Regions from separate parts of the Mus musculus genome. Here region 2 is linked to region 1. A link is a contact called in public Micro-C data. All regions are on one chromosome and are shown on one strand. Each heading gives the region's core, a stretch centred on a gene start, on an enhancer-like site or on the middle of the called end of the contact. The rest is flanking DNA. Distances are from core to core; before and after follow the strand shown. Region 1 overlaps Celf2 (CUGBP, Elav-like family member 2). Region 2 has its middle 190 kb from the start of 5031426D15Rik.

Region 1 (2,587 bases), core at 41-2,540:
CCTCTCTTATAGATTAAAAGTAGATTCAGATTTGAGGTATTATTATAGAAAGAATTTTTCCTGATCTCAATACCTTGATATATTTTCAACCTACGTGTCACTTTAATAGCTCAGTTATATAATTGCTATAGTAATAATTAGGTTGCCACATTATACGCCTTATCTGAGGATCATGGCAAGCTTTGAATGGTGAGCCATTCTTCTCTACTAAGAAGTAATGACCACAAGTAAGAAAAAAGTCTAGTTGATTAATCACACACAATGTTAAATGACTTGTTCTGGAGTCAATCAATGTTTTGACAAAATGAAATTGAGAATCCAACAGGTTTCGTTCTTAAATCTCATGATCCTTTTACTCAGTTCAAAATTATCATTTGCCCTAAAGGGTCTGACCTGTAAACTCGAAGTCAGATGTTTAAGAGCCCAATTCTCTTTGCTGGTAACCAGTTATCACTGGAAGTAAGTACTTTATTTTTACAGAAACTCAACCTTTTAGTCTCTTAATCCTCACTCTTCTTCCAGTTGTATTTGCTCATGAAAAACAAATGAACAAAAACAGAAAATAGCTTTGGACAAATGAAGCCGATTGTCTTTTTCATTGAAAATTCTGATTCCGGATAAGATCCATCTCAGTCAACCCCAGGCCTAAAGCTTACCACATCCATTTGTTGATTTCTTTTTATTCCCCGCCCACCTGTTCCTGCTCTCTCAACGACCTCATGTTATGCAGGCAACTGGGTCCTCCAGCTGTTGCTGCTCAGCTGCTGTAGTTTGTCAAGCAGCAATTTCTCCCTTTTAAAAATCTGACAACTTGGGAGAGAGTCAGATAACTTTCTGTGGATTAGGGGAAACATTTGATGGGCTAGGTTGTTGATGGGTGGATTGCAAGGGAATTAGAAACGTCACTCTGATAAGTATACATTTTGTTCCTGGCGCCAGTCTGGCACCAAATAAGGGCGCTAGTATCATTTGACAAATCTCAGCAACTTCCAAAAGGGTTCTGGAACATTCCTTCCAAAGGCTGCACCCATCCCCTCCACTGTCTTCCGTGTGCAAATCTCCATGCTAGACAGGGAAGCCTTTTTTCTTCTTCCTACCCTTTCCCCAGACTTCTTTGAAATGTTCCCATCCTATCTTCTTGCTTTGTGGTACACAATCTCTCACCCTACCCCTCCTTTCTTCTGGCAACGTCTGGAAAGAAATCCTGCCGCTCCCTATAGAGACAGCTGTTGCTACTTCAGAAACCAGCCATGGTCAAGGCAAGTGACATTTGATTTCTGGTAGAAATAAGTAACCCTCGGCCAACTCCTCACTTCACTTTGGTAGCCACCCACGCCGCCTCAGACACACAGCTGTAGAGGAGGGTGAGACTTTGTCTGGCTCCCATTTGAAAGACAGAAAGAAAAAGTGGTGGGTGGGGCAGAGAAAGGAAGAGAAGGCTGAGCAAGAAAAATTAAAGGTTTGCAGGAGTGGGCTAATGGAGAAAGGAGAAAAGGGAAAGGCCAGGTTAGTGGGGGAAATGAGGCAATGGCTGGCCTCTGGGTCTGAAAGACCCAGAATATTAACGTTCTCTGCCCTTGGAATGGAAGCTCCTGACAGCCCTGGAGGGGCATCTCATTTTCCACTTCGAAGGTAGGTATACAAAGAACAGCTTCCGTTGAAAAGCCTCTTCAGAAGGAAGACAAATTCACCATGCTGTATTTTGGCTCTATTAAAAACAAATTGGGGGGGGGGGGACCTAACAACAACACATGACTGCACAATGTCAGTAGAAGCTGTTCTCTAAGGAGATAGACTAGTTAATATCCCTTTAAAAAAATCCCATAATAGGGCCTACATTTCTTGTTCCAAATGGCTCTGAGCACACTGGGCTTGCTTTTATTTGTTTTTTGTTGTTGTTGTTGTTTTCTTTTTTTAAAACTGAAACAACTATGTTAATAAAATTTGAATCCAAAAGTGTGATAGGGAAAAGATATTTTGGCCTTTGGTTTGTGTTGAGTAGCCAATAGCGAGGAAAGTAAAAAAAAAATACTCATAAATGGGATTTTGGAGTCCAGTGAACAACACAAACACATCTTTGTTAATTACTGATGGCCAGTGCTTTTAAAGGTACAATTATGTGGGAAGCTAAGAACAGGATTAATAAAATATAGAAATTTGTCTCAAGCCATATAAAGTTATCTGCAGACAAAAACAAAACTTCTTTTATTATGAACATTAATGAGCTGTCAGGTCTCAGTTTCAGATGCAAGTATCCATTTTGCAAAAACCAACAACAACAACAAGAAAAAGTTGAAAGATTCATAGCTAGTGGAATGTATTCCGGTTCCGTGAGTGGGTGGAAGGAAGAGGACTCTTCCATTTCAAGGATGCACACTTTACGTGAGATGCGTTATTAGCACCCTGTTTTATCGAGGGACGCTTGCTTTTAACCCTGGTGATAATTCAGTGCTCAGACAATGGCCACTGGACACAACAGTATGGGATGCTGAGGAGGGAAAGTGGAGCTGAAACAGCACAGCGCACTGCCTGCCTTGGAAAGCCGCATGTAAAATGAGGTCATTCAGAAACTTTCCCTTGAAGTGCT
Region 2 (2,587 bases), core at 54-2,553, 240 kb before region 1:
GTTCCTTGTAGGATGAACTTAATCGAGCCTCCAGCCTTTCTCTCCCCCCTATCAGTTGTATTCCAATGCCCACAATCTATCTATAGGTGCCACCAATGAAGGGTTAGCAGTTGGATGATATTGGCATAGCTATCAGCAATCTGCAGATTTTCATTTGGGGTTGTGGCATCCTGAAATAAGTTGAAGCAGAAATAATATCCCTGGGTTGAGAGATTTCAAATTCTATTTATTGATAGGTGAAGTACAGGACCAGATACTAGTAAGTGAACAAAGTTGGCAGAGGGTAGAAATAACTTTCAGACTCCCAGCCACAACAGTGAAAGAGAAAACAAAAAGAAGAGGAGACACCAGCTGCTCTTTATTCTTTGGTGTGTTAAGCTTCACTACACCTGGGGCTCTTTATTTGCCTTTCTTTGGGCTCCCCGGTTTGCTTTATTCTCTCTGGAACTCTGTAAGGAATCAGCAGCATTAAATCCTGCAGCAATGCTTGCTGGGAAGCCCAGAGAAGTCACCAATATGAGTCAGCATAATAACATCTTCCTGTCTGGAACAAAGGCAGCATTCATCATCATTTAAGTGGACATATGATGCTGCTAGTCAAAGCCTCAGCCACAGATCACATCAGTGTCCCATTACAGAGGCAGCACTGTCCCAGGACCCGCTTGGAATAGGAATCTCAAGGCTGGGCTGGATGGTGGGGGTGTCTCACTCAAGCTTCAAGGAAAATTAAAGGCACTAAATCAGCTGGTTAATTATCTGTGTCATTGACCTTGGAGCCTTAATGGGAAAATGTATTTCAGACACCGAATGCCTGTAAACAAAGAATTATAAGGTGTAGTACCCATCTCATAATTGACAGACCGGAGTGCATTTAAACAGTGTACACTTTCCTCTATGACATTTGCTTCTGTCCCTCTGATTATGTCTTCTTCAATTTCCCCCAAAGCGATACAATGTGTCTTATAACTTCACTTGTCTTTAAAGTTGTGCATGAGCAAAGATTCTCCAAGAGCTTTTCCTATCTCCCAGTTGTCTTCTGCATTTCCTTAACCTTGCCAGAAGCTGAAGTCCTCAGATCCTTGCTACGTTGTTGAAGGAACTACCATCAGTGAAGAAAAAGACTGCAACACACAGTACTACCATCCTTTCTGTGATCTAACATTCAATTTCATCACCATGGCAAATCCCAAGGGCATTGTGCTGTGACTCCATGGTGAAAAGAAAAACACAGCATGGTAATGCTGAGCCCAACCCAGCCTGCGTGAAGCAGGTGTCAGCCTGGAGCCAGCACTGAAGGCATCAGTGACCATTCACTGAGCAGTCAGGCATGGCTCATCCTGACCCTGCACCTCAAGGGAACTGCGTGGCCCTAACAGCACACAGAAGAGTCACCAATAGTAGAGAAGTCTAAATTCTTGTCTTCTACTTCTTGCCAAAAATTAAGGAAGTCAGACTTCATGGTTTTCTGAATATGCCTGCGTATATTAAAACCACAGAAATAAGACACACTACAGTCAAGAAAAGGACATAGTCCTCCTAGTGTGACGTTTCTTTATTACCATTCATTGGCCGGCCTCTCATTTTTCCATGAGATTCCCTCTTTATCCCAACGTGGTCCTCCCCTTTGCCCCTCAAACTCTGTGGTTCTGGAAGTCTTCCTCTTGCTCCTGAACGGATTCCATCCAGAGAGCCGCTTTGTTTGCTCTCCATTGTGTGGGAAGAACTGGCCATTTTATTGGTTCATTCACTATCCTGGTTCCTGTTCCTTACACCATTATTGCTTGATTCGTTTAACTCATAAGGCACCAGAAAGAGAGACTGACAGGAATAGGGAAGGAAGAGGGGGAGGAGAGAAAAGAGAGACAGAAGGGATGGGATAAAAGGGAAGAGAGAGAAAGAGACACGGGAAAGAAAGTAGAGTGGGAGAGAAGGAGATTATCGAAGCTTCTGGGTTCCTAGAAAGAAATTCAACCTATGCTAGACTTTTACATACACCAAGATTTCCAGCTCGTGCTTAGGACCGGAGACAGCATTCCAGGATGCTCTGGGAAAGACTAGCATCCAGCTTTGAGAGAGAAGCTCTCTGGGCTCAGGCTCAGTCCCAGCTAATTTAATGTCTGTGCCAAGGAAATTTTCTGTGAGTGGAAGCACTTAACTCCTTAAGCAAACAATTCAAGAAAGATCTACGGAAAATAAGGTTTAGAGAGGGGGGGGGGGGAGTTGTTGGTTTCTAATAAGTCCTAGCACTTCATATTACACGCTCTAGATTTTACCCCAAGATTTCCCATAGATGGTCTCAGCTGCTCTGAGCATGTGCTTAATAGATAGATACTTGCTCCCTGGGAACTGAGAGAAAAAAAAAAACCAGGAATCACATGAGATTGTCCATAAGTCAGGATGTCACTGAGAGCAAAGGCTAGCTAAATTCGAACACATGGAGCAATGGGTTTTTCTCTTGTGAGAAGTCATCTGAGCACTTGTGATCTTTGGACATTTGGGGGCAGCTTTCAACGCTTCCCATTTACTGCCCAGGGAAGCAACTCTCTCCCTGTTGTGAGCCTTGTGAGCTTGCTTGTGAGATGAATTT

Evidence for each region. A called contact is a pair of places that touch in the nucleus more often than the background predicts.
Region 2: a Micro-C map of muscle stem cells shows a contact between it and region 1, with 9 times the contacts expected there. The contact joins two enhancer-like sites. A contact is called at or near these places in 1 of 39 promoter capture datasets (cranial neural crest), 3 of 484 Hi-C or Micro-C datasets (muscle stem cells, nephron progenitors and pre-B cells), 6 of 115 datasets of contacts at active chromatin or transcription factors (embryonic forebrain, embryonic stem cells, fibro-adipogenic progenitors and 3 more) and 1 of 9 other capture datasets (adipose tissue).

Annotation. Positions count from the first base shown.
Region 1 is chr2:6,875,439-6,878,025 of GRCm38.p6, reverse strand. All of the region lies in intron 1 of Celf2 (CUGBP, Elav-like family member 2), which reads left to right. Among named protein-coding and RNA genes, the nearest start is that of Celf2, 8.3 kb to the left of the region's middle. Within about 2 kb of position 1,290, at least 16 of the 459 cell types and tissues checked have an H3K27ac peak or open chromatin away from gene starts, as enhancers often do. A contact at or near this core is called in muscle stem cells, where this site is marked.
Region 2 is chr2:7,114,012-7,116,598 of GRCm38.p6, reverse strand. It overlaps a transcript of Celf2 not described here. Among named protein-coding and RNA genes, the nearest start is that of 5031426D15Rik, 190 kb to the right of the region's middle. Within about 2 kb of position 1,303, at least 75 of the 459 cell types and tissues checked have an H3K27ac peak or open chromatin away from gene starts, as enhancers often do. A contact at or near this core is called in muscle stem cells, where this site is marked.